Regions from separate parts of the Sus scrofa genome. Here region 1 is linked to region 2. The links are chromatin contacts, called in public Hi-C maps. All regions are on one chromosome and are shown on one strand. Each heading gives the region's core, a stretch centred on a gene start, on an enhancer-like site or on the middle of the called end of the contact. The rest is flanking DNA. Distances are from core to core; before and after follow the strand shown. Region 1 has its middle 97 kb from the start of N4BP1. Region 2 holds the start of ADGRG5 (adhesion G-protein coupled receptor G5).

What was found. Hi-C and Micro-C count contacts between places; a contact is called where the count stands out from the background.
Region 1: a Hi-C map of omental adipose tissue shows a contact between it and region 2, with 5 times the contacts expected there. The contact joins the enhancer-like site here to the promoter of ADGRG5 in region 2. A contact is called at or near these places in 4 of 47 Hi-C or Micro-C datasets (mesenteric adipose tissue, omental adipose tissue, retroperitoneal adipose tissue and 1 more).

What each region holds. Positions count from the first base shown.
Region 1 is chr6:36,215,071-36,222,312 of Sscrofa11.1, reverse strand. No RefSeq gene overlaps it. Among named protein-coding and RNA genes, the nearest start is that of N4BP1, 97 kb to the right of the region's middle. Within about 2 kb of position 2,457, at least 5 of the 83 cell types and tissues checked have an H3K27ac peak or open chromatin away from gene starts, as enhancers often do. A contact at or near this core is called in omental adipose tissue, where this site is marked.
Region 2 is chr6:19,451,771-19,458,049 of Sscrofa11.1, reverse strand. ADGRG5 (adhesion G-protein coupled receptor G5) reads right to left here and starts at 1,500. Exons shown (of 18, transcript XR_002344544.1): 1 at 1,148-1,500; 2 at 327-438. CCDC102A (coiled-coil domain-containing protein 102A) reads left to right here and starts at 1,055. Exons shown (of 9, transcript XM_013988526.2): 1 at 1,055-1,204.

The DNA.
Region 1 (7,242 bases), core at 1,208-3,707, about 17 Mb before region 2:
TTTTTGTTGTTTTTGTTTTTTCTTTTGTCTTTTTAGGGCCGCACCCACGACATATGGAGGTTCCCAGGCTAGAGGTCAAGTCAGAGCTGTAGCCACTGGCCTATGCCGTAGCCACTGGCCTATGCCATAGCCATAGCCACAGCAATGCAGGATCCGAGCTGAGTCTGTGACTTACACCACAGCTCGCAGCAACACTGGATCCTTAACCCACTGAGCAAGGCCAGGGGTTGAACCTGTGTCCCCTTGGATGCCAGGCGGCTTCACTAACTGCTGAGCCATGATGGGAACTCCTAAACTGGATTTGCTAAGTGAGAAAAGTAGCTCCCTTTGTGTTTAAGCCACTGTCATCAGGTTTCTATTATTTGAGTGAAAAGCAGGCACAACCACTATCGACACAAATGAACTACAAATGAAGAGAGGAAGTAAAAATATAGAATACTATATTGGTGGGATGAGGCAGAGGAGGAGAGAGAGTAGTCTTAGCAGCTAAATACTCATAACAGGAAGTCTAAAGGGATAAATCAAAAACAGTTATACACACCCCCAAGGGATTGAAAACATATGTTCATACAAACACCTGTACATGAATGTTCATAGCAGTATTATTCATAACAGCCCCCAAAGGAAACCAGCCAGATATTCATCATGAAATGAATGGATAATCAGTGTGGTATATCTATACAACTGAATATTATTCAGCCATAAAAAAGGAATGAAATACTTATATACATATTTCAACATGGATGAACTTTGAAAACATTTTGCTACGTGAAAGAAGACAGATAATGAAAGGTCACATATTGTGTGATGCTGTTGGTATGAAAAGTCCAGATGAGTCAAATCCATAGATACATGAAGTAGATCAGTAGCTGGGGAGGAGAAAGAATGGGAGGTGATCACTGATGAATATAGTTTTTCTTGGGGGGGGGTGAAAATGTTCTAGAATTAGGGGTGATGGTCATACAAATTTATGAATATAAAACATTCACTGAGTTGCACTCTTTAAAATGATGAATTTTGTTCCATGTGCATTCCCAAAACAAGAACAGAGGCATCCCTTTGTGGCACAGTGGGTTAAGGATCCAACATCATCACTGAAGTGGCAGGGGGTCGCTGCTATGGCTCGAGTTCAGTTCCTGGCCCAGGAACTTTCACATGCTGCAGGTGCAACCACGCAAAAAACAAAAGCAAAAAAACCAAAAACAGTAGTTCCCGTCATGGTGCAGCAGTTAACGAATCTGACTAGGAACCATGAGGTTGCGGGTTCGATCCCTGCCCTTGCTCAGTGGGTTAAGGATCCGGCGTTGCCGTGAGCTGTGGTGTAGGTTGCAGACACGGCTCGGATCCCGCGTTGCTATGGCTCTGGCGTAGGCCGGCAGCTACAGCTCTGGTTTGACCCCTAGCCTGGGAACCTCCATATGCTGTGGGAGCGGCCCAAGAAATGGCAAAAAGACAAAGAAAAAATAAATAAATAAAAGCAAAACCAAGAACAGAAACAGCTATGTAAGTAGAGTATTAGGGATATGGAAGGATCCACCAAAAGGCAGGCTTGAAAATGATTCCTTCTTAGAAGCAGGAACAATAAAAAAAATTCCTTTTCATTATTAGCCCTTCTGTATCACCTGATTTTTAAAAACATGTTTGTGTTACTTTGATTAAAAAAAACTTAAAGGTAAAAAAAGTTGCATAAGAATCTTTCTTTCTTTGGAGCCTTGGCTAAGCTAGCAGCTCTAGTAAGGAAAAGCTTTTTCTTGCTCTCATTTCCAGGCAGTTTGCCAATTTACATCTCCTTCCTTTTCAGCTGATCTCTGCCAACCTGGTGTCAGACACTGAAAACTCACTTCGAAGTAAGAAAGTGTCTAAGAAAAATAAAAAGCACATTCTTCACGAAAATCACACATTTATAATTCTTCAGCCCCATGACTAGTGAAATGTTTTTCATAACAGAGAAAAAGTGAGGAGGAGCCTAACTCAAAAATAATCTTCAAACCCCTTTCAGAGCTTTTCACAAGAATAAGGAAGGAGCTCATCGAACAGCAATAACCAGATCTCAGTTCCAAACCAGCAGTACTGAGGTACCTGGTCGTTAAAGACAGGATTCTGCAGATATCAAAACAGAAGCTTAGTCTCTCCCCTTTCCTGGAGAAGCCACTTGCCCCCTGCAGATGACTATGAAAGGCCTATAATCCAAGACTTAGTCAACTGATCCTTCATGAATCCACAGTCCCAACTTCTTACAAGATGTAACTCATTTAGAAGGAAAAAAAATACAGGCCTACTTTCATTAGCTATCCCATGATTTTGGCACCTGGTTGAATGTTTGATGGCTGGCTGACAGTGAACGTGGAGGGAGATGGGAGCTGGTGTGTTTCCTCCCCAACCCCGCCTCCACTTCTGTCTCCTGGTGACTTCTGCAAGATCCAAAACCAGAACCTAAAGCAAATGGATTCAGAAGTGCTTTTAGCTGAAGTTCCTTCTGTGGTGCAACAGGATTGGTGGCCTCTTGGGAGAGCTGGGATGCAGGTTCATTCCCCAGCCTGGCACAGTGGGTTAAGTTTCCAGAGTTTCCACAGTTGTGGCTTAGGTCAGGACCGTGGCTTGAATCTGATCCCTGGCCTGGGAACTCCATGTGCCATGGGGTGGCCAAAAAAGAAAAAAAAAAAAAAAAAATAGAAGTGCATTTAGCTTCTCCTGGCTACTTCTGGTGGTTGTCCAACCCAGAAGAAAAAGCTACTTCCTGTTTAGGGTAAGGAGCAAAATCTTTGGCTTCTATCATGGACAAAGATTCTCTTGAAGCCAGTCTGTACCTTTTTAATCCTTCAAGTCTGGAAAGATTTTTTTTTTTCTTCACTCAACCTGCTTTTCATACCACAATCTCACATTTTCTCTCTACATTCTTAAAGCACCCAGAGCCTGCTGTGCCCTTGCCACACCCTCACCCAAGCGAATTATTTCGCTTGCTCAAGGAGTTACAGGGGATGAACAGAACAACTTGGATGCTCTCAATCAGTCCCTGATCTTGGCAACCTCCCTGCCTGCCGTGGTATTATTTTCATCAGGCTCCACAGCAAATGGGCCCCAAGGATAGGATTCTGATCGATTTTAGTTACTGACTCATGTGGTGCTGCCCAAGGGCATTGCCCACAGACTTTCGAGTCTAGAAGGCCTTCACCAGTCAAAGGAAAAATGGTAGTGGAACTTCTGATGACATGGTTGAGGGTCAGGAAGGACTGAGCTCCCACTTTGCACACTATCCCTCATAATTGAGGAAGAGGGCACCCTCCAGCTGGAATGAGGGTCAGGACGGCTACCAAAAGCACCAGGCTCACGTCCTGCAATTTTCATAACATCCATGAAAATGAGTGTCTCTTTCCCAGTAGTTCCAATAGAAGTCTCAGGACCGAATCCCATTGGCCTGGTTCAGTCACGTGTTCATCCCTGGACCAATCACTGTGGCCCAGTGGGAGGGTTCTGATTGGCCATGTCAAGGTCACATGTCCACCCTTCCTGGAATCCGTGGACTGATTGTGTGGGAGAAAAATAGGGGCAGGGGGGGGGCTGTAGTTACCCAAAAAGGAGGATGAATGTCAGAGGGACTAGAACAATGACTTTATATATGTCTACTTAAAAAAAATAATAAGAAGAGACAAAGACAAATACTGAACATGAAAGTCACACATGATCCCTAGACAGATACGTCTTGGGGAGCCATCTCTGCTTACCATTTTGTAACAGGCTCTTATGTATTGACTGATCGTGGCATGGACCCAGGGCTCTAAGCTCAGCAAGGAGGTCTGGACAGTAAGACTGGGTCATAGAGTAAGCACATTTGAAAACCTCTTGATAGAAATGAGCAAACCACCTCAGGAAGATTTCATCAATGTACCCCACACTCAGGGTGCCTGGAGCCCCACTTCCTTAACCCTGCCCTGGCACAGCACAGCTGGGAAAGGGTACAGAAGTCAACTCTTCCCAGGAAGGTATTTTCAGGAACCTCCACCTCCAACTCACATCTTTGAGGCTGGCAAGTTGGGAAGGCTGGAAAATCTGCCCCTCACACCCATTCACCTCCTTTTGGGGGGCACCACGCCCCTTCTGGTATCCTTCTCTCCTGCTCCCACTCCAGGTTGGCTGGGGCAGGCTTATGGCAGGACCTTTCCAGGGGCCATTTACATTCTTTTTTTTTTTTTTTTTTTTTTTTAGAACCATACCCACAGCAAATGGAGGTTCCTAGACTAGGGGTTGAATTGAAGCTGTAGCTGCCGGCCTGCACCACAGCCACAGCAACCTGGGATCTGAACTGCGTCTGCTGGGTCCTTAACCCACTAGACGAGGCCAGGGATCGAACCTGTGTCCTCTTGGATTATAGTTGGGTTTGTTAACCACTGAGCCACGATGGGAACTCCTACATTCTTTTTTATTATTTTATTTTATCTCATTTTATTTATTTACCTACTTATTTATTTACTTTTTAGGGCCACGCCTGTGGCATATGGAAGTTCCTGAACTAGGGGTTGAATCGGAGCTGCAACTTCTGGCCTACACCACAGCCACAGCAACACTGGGTCCAAGCTGCATCTGAGACCTACACCACAGCTGATGGCATAGCTGAACCCTTAACGCACTGAGGGAGACCAGGGATCGAACCCACATCCTCATGGATACTAGTTGGGTTCCTTACAGCTGAGCCACAGTGGGAATTCTAGCCATTTACATTCTAATCACAGGGCCTGAGAAGACTAACTAGTGGAATTTCAGGCATCAGACCTGCAGTGGAGGAAATCCTATCTTCTGATGTGAGAGGCAGACCTGAGTTTGATCCCCAGCTTTGTCACTTTTTAAGTATATGGGTTTAGGAGAAATATTTAACCTCATCGAGGCTTGAGTTATTTTGAGGATTAATTTAGAAGAATGACTGTATTTCAGAAACCCATCCGGAGATCATGTTTAAGTTAGACACCCAGTAAACATAAGGTCACTATGTTACTTGTTTGCAGTGGAATGCACTGGAATGGGGACCCGTGCTGCTGGGTGCCTTTGCCTAATCCGTGACCCTCTCTGGACAATGAAGCTTGGACTAGATGTTCTGCCTGCTTGGGGAGCCTGGGATTTCCAAATGCAGGCCATGATGGAACTGGCATACTTGCACGTGTGTGTGTGTGTGTGTGTGTGTGTGTGGAGAGAGCATAAGCGTAGGTGTGTCCCTTTGCACCAGGTGGAGGTGTTACCCCTGGGGCCCCCAAATCCATGCATGTAGAGAGCCATAGCAAGCACTAGGCTGGCAGGGAGACCAGCCTGCTGGGGACAATGGTTGGGTCGCCAGCAAATGCTGATTGCTCCCTCTCCTTCCCTGGGCTGCTTGGAAGGTGCTGGGGGTGGGGGGGAGGTGGGAGTGTGGGGTGAGGAGTGGGGGCCGGGGTGAGACCTCAGCAACTCTATCTCCGTGGAAAAGGCAAGGACGAGCTCGGGCCTCCTGCCGGGTGCTGGCTGGCAGCCAGGCCTCGCTGTCCATGGGCCACAGCTAAATTGGGTCCAGCTGTTGCCCAGGAATCTGATATTAACAAACGTGTCCCTGGGGCAGCCGCTCCTTCCTACCGCCAGAGGTTTCGGCCCCTAAGCCTGCAGCCCAGGCAGAGATTTTGGAGGGCCCTGGGCCCACAGGATCCCAGGTTGGTGGCTTCTTCCGTGGGGAGATAGGCTGTGTCCCCTAGCTGGGCTGATTTCATGCCAGGTTATCATCTCAAGTGTCTGGTCAAGATGAGGGTTGGGGTCTGTTTCAAAGGTGCTCGAATCCCACTTCTCCATCTTGGGAGGCAGCTGCAGACCAGCCTGGTTTCCTGTGCTTAAATGTGCTTTTCCTCACCAGAGGCTGTCTCTCCACCAGGCTTAGGAGGCTCAGGCAGCCTAGAGCCTGGGTGGTGGAAAGTGGCAGTGAGTCCAGGAATTCAGAGTTGCTCTGGGTTGGTGCTCCATTGCCCTCCTAGGTTTTGTTTGTTTGTTTCTTTTTTTCTTTTTTTCTTTTTTTTTTTGTCTTTTTGCCATTTTCTTGGGCCGCTCTCGCGGCATATGGAGGTTCCCAGGCTAGGGGTTGAATCGGAGCTGCAGCCACCAGCCTACGCCAGAGCCACAGCAATGCGGGATCCAAGCCAAGTCTGCAACCTACACCACAGCTCACGGCAACGCCAGATCGTTAACCCACTGAGCAAGGGCAGGGACCGAACCCCAACCTCATGGTTCCTAGTTGGGTTCTTTAACCACTGCGCCACGACGGGAACTCCTCTTTTTTTCTTTTTACAGCTGCACCCGCAGCATATGGAAGTTCCTGGGCTAGGGGTTGAATCAGAGCTGCAACTGCCAACCTACACCACAGTAAAGCAAAGCATATGGAAGTTCCTGGGCTAGGGGTTGAATCAGAGCTGCAACTGCCAACCTACACCACAGTAAAGCAATGCTGGATCCTAGCCACATCTTCGACCCACACCATAGCTCAGGGCAACTCTGGATCCTTAACCCACGAAGCAAGGCCCGGGATCGAACCCGCATCCTCACCGAGACTACGTTGGGTTCTTAACCCACTGAGCCACAAAGGGAGCTCTGCCCTCCTAGGTGTTGAGCTCTACTGGTCCTTCTCTTCCCCACTCCCTCCACCCCTCCCTCCCTATCTCCTTCCTGCCTTCCTTCCAGGCTATTATGTGCCAGGACCTAAGGAAATACTCATAGTATGCCCTGCAGGGAGGCTGTGTTACCTGCTCGGAGCCGCTGCTAAATAACCTGATGGAGGGTATGACAGCAGAGGCTGGTGGAGCCTCAGTTTAAATCCAGTCTGGGTGACCCCTGGCAGACATTTCTCCCACTCTTCCAAGATGTATGCCCCACGCAGGGGCCTGGCATGGAGGATAACGAGATGAACTTGGATCCGTGCCCATGGAGGCTGGCAATGCCGGGAGCAGTAAATAACCATGAGATAGAGAAGGGGGACAAAGCAGAAGCCATGTGCAGAGAGGTGGCGACCAAAGTCAGAGAGGCTCTTTCTGAGGGCGGGCAGTCCTTGGAGTCAGTGGCTCTCTGAAAGGGAGCAGGATGTGACAACTTAGTGCAGTGTGACTCCAGGTTGGTTGGCTCTTGGATTGGGGAAAAAAATATTTCAAAAGACATGAATTGGGAGTTCCCTTTGTGGCTCAGCGGTTAGTGAACCCGACTAGGATCCATGAGGATGTGGGTTCGATCCCTGGCCTTGCTCAG
Region 2 (6,279 bases), core at 251-2,750:
CGACCCCTAGCCTGGAAACTTCTACATGCCGAGGGTGCAGCCCTAAAAAGAAAAAGAAAACAAAAAATGTGACAGACATGTTGATGTCAATGGACTCGCTCTAGACAGGGTTGCCACAAACCTTCAATTTGTAAAAAAAAAAACTCAGTATTTTATTGCCCCATAGCTTGGGAAGGGCAATAAAGAGCTATACCCTTATTGTTAGGTATGGATTCAAACTCATTTATCTTCATCATTTTTTGTTTCTTCTTTCATGTAAAGGCCCTATAAGGCAAGGTTCCCTCTGTGATCTGCGAATTTCTAGTCCCCTTTTTAGCCAGATTCACCTCAGCGGCCATCCAGGGCACAGGATGTGGTAAAGAGAGCGCCAGTCTTCTCCTCACACCAAAACCGCAGACACCCACTCCCAAGGGAGGAAGCTCCAAAAGGGGCGCGTAGCTGCAGGCAAGGGCGCGTGAAGGTAATTGCCCGGACCACCCCGCCCGCTGCAGCCCCGCCCGGGGCAGGAAGCACCCCAGCACATCCTAGAAAATCTCCGCCAGGCGCACCAAGGGCCCCGCTACGCTTCTCAACACGCGTGAAGCTACTTTGGTCAACCTTTAGGTTGTAAAAAGGGTAAACTTAGGCCAGAGGAGGGGCAGGGACTGGTTGCCGCACCTCCACTCGGTGGCAGAGTGGCCCTGGGAAGTTTGCAGGTAACAAAAGTGAACACTTGATAAACACACTCCACGTGCTGAGCCGGGGACAGAGGGTGCCCACTCCTGCTGCTGGGCGCCCAGTACGTCACTGACGCTCAGGAAACCTGAGGCGGGAAAGCCGAGCCCCTTGGGGGCCTCCAGACCCTGCCTTCCGTCCCCTCACCCCCAGCCCTCCATGCGGGGGTGGGGCCTCTGTCGGGGTCCGGCCCGCTCAGCGCTGATCCCACCGGCTCCGCCCGGGCCCCTCACCCGAAAGTTAGGCGGGGGCTCCCCCACCCCACCCACTCTGCCGGCCAGGGTCAGAGTGGGGTCGCAACCCTCCGGGGGCCCCACCGCCCCCGCCCCCACCCCGCCGTCTCCTTTCCCTCCCCTCCCCCCGGGAGGGAGGAGGAGACTCCGCGGCCCTCCCTCGGCCCTCCCGGCGGCGGCCGCCGCAGTAAGCCCCGTACCCGCTCCGCCCAGCCGCGGCGGGTCGGACGTCCGGAGCCCGCGGGTCCCCGGCCGAGGTGAGCGGGGTTAGCAGTGCAGGGGCCTGAGAGCCAACGCGTCCCGGGAACTCCCTCCAGGCCGCGAACCTACTGCGGGAGGGAAGGGGTTAAGTTGGGGGGCGTGCTGGAGGAGAGCGGAGCAGCGAGAGCTCCCGCGTCCGCAGCAAGCCTCAAACTCCCAACAAAACTTTCTGACTCCCTTCCCGGGTTTCCCCCTCTCCTGGGCCCCGGGCCTCAGGGGTGAAGGAACTGCGGGAGGTCGGGGGAGGGCAGGGCGGCCTTCGGGACGCCGCGGGCCGGGGCCAGACGGGAGGGGGGCGGTGGCGGGCGGGGCGGAATTTGGAACTCTCCCGGGGACCCAACGTGGTCACCATGGCGAGTGCGGGATGGACGGGCGGCGTGGGCCAATCGGAGCGAGGCACCCCTGCCCCCGGCCCGCGGCGGCTGCCAATGGGGGGCCGCGAGGTGGGGTAGGCGGGACCGCGTCGCCCCGGCCGGGAGACCCTCCTCCCGCTCTCCACCGCTTGGCGGAGCGGGGCTGCTGGGGACCAGGCGACCAAGTGAGGGTTAAGGCGGCTCGCGGTTGTGGGAGGGCAGAAAGGGAATTTCTGTAAAGTGTTGGGGCAGGTGGAGCGATGGCTAAGAACAAGGAGAAGAGAGTGGGCGTTGGTGGCCTCACCGTTCCGGTGGTACGAACAGGAGTGATGTCCAGCCAGCACCTTCCCCACCAGGGGCTTCGGTTTTTCGATCTTAAGTGTGGGTTATGTAGGACTGTTGTGGAGGTCGAATTAGTTCGCGTTGGCAGGTTCTGCCCGCTTGTTGGACAAAACTTTTCGGTGTCTCGTTAGTGCCTCTCGCCGTCCTAAAAGTAAGGAAACAGGTCCAGAGGGGGCACGGACCTGCCCGTGTCACAGAGCAAAAGAGGCGGAGCTGGGACTCATGGGAAGTCCACTCTGTTCAAGAGTAGTTCAGAGGCCGGGGCTGGGGTCTGCCCAGTGAAAGTCTCTCAATCTCTCCCAGCTCAGCGTGGCTGCTTGGCCTGATGCCTGAGGACCCCATCATGTAGGTAGGTGCTCCCAGGGGCCTCTTGCCCTTCAGGTGATCATGACCAGGGAGGGGGGGCATCCAGTCCCAGCCCTCTAGCGCCCCACCAGCACTGGTCCTCTCTGTGGATGTGGGCAAGGAGCTGTACCTCTGGGCCTCGGTGGGCCCATCTGTAAAGAAAGGAGTTCTCATCAGTGATATAGGATATCTGTGGCTTTTCTAAGATGGGATTATCTGAGTACATGCCAGGGGTTGCTTCCCCCCACCCCCCAGGCTCAGGTTCAACCTGCAGGCCCACTTGCAGCCCTCCCTCCCTCTCAGTCCTCTCCTGGAGGTGCAGTGGCTGAAGCCTGGGCAGCAGGTCGGAGGGACAGGCGCCCACAGTCTGTGGGCTGACCAGCCTTGGACCCTGCACTTATCCAATCAGGCTGTCCTCTGTGGTTTCCTGCCGGGCTCTGCTCCCTGCCCACAGCCTGGCCTGTGGCCACAAGCCAGCCCCAGAGCCCCACCTGAAAGGTTCTGGGAGGACATAGGAGGTTTTCTGAGCTGAAGGGCAGAGAACGGCCAGGTATGCCCCCCAGGCCCCTCAGCTAGGGCCCATCCAGGCCTTAGCTTTGCTTCCTCCTCTCGTAACAATTGAGAGTCATCTGAACATGCTAAGAACCAAACAAAGTGGTCCCTGTGTGAGCCACTTAGGCATCCTCAGATAGGAGGTCTGACCTTTGACCTGGCCATGAGATGACCTCTAACTCTGACTTCGGCCACAGACAGACTCAGACACTTATCTGTCTCAAAGCCTGGTCACAAAGCGACTCCTGATCCTTAGGATGGCTCAGCTCTCCCTGGGTTTAGGGAACTCCTAACTGTCCATTTTTCATCCATCAGTCTGGGAAGCATGTGTGTGCTGACAGCCAGTGAGACCAAGATGCCCTGTGGACTTTACAGTGTGGCCATTGCTGAAGACTAGGGAGGTGCCAGTGCTTTGAGAGCATTAACATACTCTGTGTACAAGATCAGGGAAGGCTTCCCAGAGGAGGGGTAACCAAAGGTGGGTCTTGAAGGATGTGTAGGAGTTTGCTGCTAGAGAAAGAAGAGACATTCCAAACAGGTCCACAAGCAGCAGGAACCACTGGTCACTTTCTGTGAACAGGGGTGATGAGGATCTAGCCAGAGGCAAATATCAGACCAAAACATTTTAGTTTCTGTCTTATGAGTGGCCAGCTGCTGCCTGGAGCAGTGAGGATTGCTGTCGGCCTAGGGTTCAAGAACTCTGAGTCCTTCCTACTCATTCCTGCTGCCCAGCTAAGGGGATGCGAAGTCATAGTTCAGCCTTCTGCTCTCCACCCCACCCACCAACTTTGAGCAAATCCTGCCTGCAGGGCCTGTCCTTGTGGCTCTGGGTGGCACGTGTTCTGCCTGGGTCCTAGTGGCTCTGGGTGGCATGTGTCCTGCCTGGGTCGGGAGAAGCCTGTGCTGCAAGGAAGAGAGGGGGCAGCTGGCCAGATCTGGCTGTGGAAGGTTGTGGAACTATGATTCCTGGATAGAGAGTGGGGCTGAGGGGATCAAGGTGTTTCCTGAAGGTGATGAAACTGAGCTTGAAGGATGGGTGGGGTTTCAGGGTCTGAAGCGGGCATTCCAAGTGGGGGGAACAGCCTGAGCAGAAACCCTAAGGGTTTGAGCAGGAATAGACCCGTCTGGCTGGTGGGAGGCAGGAGAGGGGACGGTGGGTGGCTGGGAAAGGCTCTGTGGGCCTGTGGAGGCTGGTCCCTCCTCCACCTAACCCCTCGAGGGGTGGTGTCATCCTGCGGGAATCAGGCCACCCCATACACATATGCACACCCCAGGGCAGAAGGCACTGAGCCTGGTGGGGATGGGGCAGGAGGGGTAGGGCAGCTGGAGCCTGTCTCTGCAACTGCAGGCAGGACCTCTGCGTTGCAGCCGACTCTTGGTGAGAGTATACATTACCAGAGCTGTGTGTGTGTGTGTGTGTGTGTGTGTGTCCCCAAGGCTGTGTTATGTGGGTGGGGTGGGCTTGGGGCTGAGGAGAGGTGTTGCTAGGCAAAGTCTAGCTGCCCTTGAATGTGTGCGCAGGGTTCCTGGTATGCTGGGGATAGGCGTCTCCAGAAAGCCAACCTTGGGACCTGCACCCCCATCCTTTCCCACACATGTGCACACACACATCTTTCAGGGGACCCTGGGCCTGCAGGAGAGCTGTGCAGAGCCCCCCTGTCCCCACTGTTCCTCATCCTCCTCCCCGACCCCCAGAAGGGGCAGGGCCAGGCTGCTGGGAGGGGAACTGGAGTTGAGTCTAGAGCCCACCCCTGCCTTTAGCGTAGGCGCCTGGAAGCCATTAGGGGCCTGGGTGGCGCCCGCCCTGCCCCTGCGCGACAAGCTTGGGATTCCTGGAAGGAGCGGGCCACCCCCTCCCTGCCAAGCCCCATGCCAGGCCTGGCAGATCCCAGAGGCAGAGAGGATATGACAGTGGCCCCCTCCCTGCCACCCTGTCAGTTTAGGGGCCACAGGAAAGGCCCAGCACATGGGGGCCCACCCAGAGGACCCCCTCCTTACCCCCCACCCATTCTCTGGCCCCTGCTGGCACTCGGATTTCCTGTCTCCTTCCCCTCCCCCGCAGGCTCTCACATTGTTTTTCTTTTCCGAGAGCTTCGCCATGTGGAGCTGGGCCAGGAAAACGGGAGAGGAGTGTGAATGTCCGTATGTGTGTTTGTGTGTGTATGTGAGTGTGAGCATCTGCTTGTCTGCGGGAGGAGTTTGTATCTTTGCGTGTCTCCATGTGTATCCGTCTGGGTTGGCACATGTGTGTCTTCAGGGGTGTCTGTGAGTCTGTAGGTGAGCATCTCTCTGTGTATATGTACAGCTGTGTGTGTGAGCAGGGGGCATCTCTGAGGATGCCGTGTGTCTGCCCCTGGCTTTGAATCAGTGTTTCTGTGTGTGGAATCGATAGTGTGTCTGCACCTGTGTCTGGGTCCAGGGGTCCAAGCCAGCCATCTCATTGCACAGGTGGGGAGACTGAGTCACAGAGAGCTCTGAGTGGGCCAGGGATCCCTTGGGGAGTCAAGGGGTACGGGGGGCTGGAACCTGGGTCCGTCTGGCTGTGTCTGGCACATAACTTTGTGCAGGTGTTATGGGTCTGAGACATAAACATTTGTGTGTATGGAACTACCGGTGGTGACAAGGCATCACCACTTACTCACATGTCCCAAACTTGGACGGTTAAGATGCAGATTCCCAGCCCCTCACCTCTAAGGGGTGAGGCCCAGAAACTGCATTTAGACAGGTGTCCAGGTGAATCCGAAGGACCGCGCGATCTAGTAGCACGGGCCTCCCTCACCCCAGTTCCGTAGGCGGTGAAACCAAAGCCCAGTGTGGGGCCGTGGTTTACATGAGGTGGGTGACAGAGCTGGGCCCAGAGCTGCTGCTTAGCGAAGGCAGACAGTCAACAAACAGCAAATGGCCTAGAGAAACATAGTAGGATCACTGCGCAGCTTTGAGAAACTGGGACGCTAAGGGTCATGAATTTAAACTGACGCCGTGCGTGCATGGAGGGACAAGAACAGGTGATGCAGCGGCAGGGGCCCTGAGGGCGTGTGTGAGGGTTAGGATCATGGTATGTAGCAAGGAGAGAAGGGACAGGGTGAGCGGTGGGGACAGTGAACAGGTGGGGGGATCCGTGAGTGGTACCTCCTTTGGGGAGTGAAGAATCTGGGGATTCGGAGCCTTAGCCGAACTGGGCTTGGAATTGACTCGAGAGAGGGCTCATCGCTGTTGGTAGTGACAGAGGTTGTGGCCACTGGCATGGTCAGGTGTGCGTTTTTTAAAACTCACTCTGGCTGCTCCTCTAGAGAATGGATTAGAGAAGGCAGAAGGGGCGGCCGGGGGCAGGGAGAGTGGTGGCTGCAGCCTCCCGGGTGGAGATGATGTTGGTGGCCTTGATGCAGTGGCTGAGGAGCAAGGTGGAGAGATCCACGTGGTGCATAGCAGACAGACTGGCAGGACTTGGAGCTGGGGAGAAAGCAGATTCTGGAATGTTC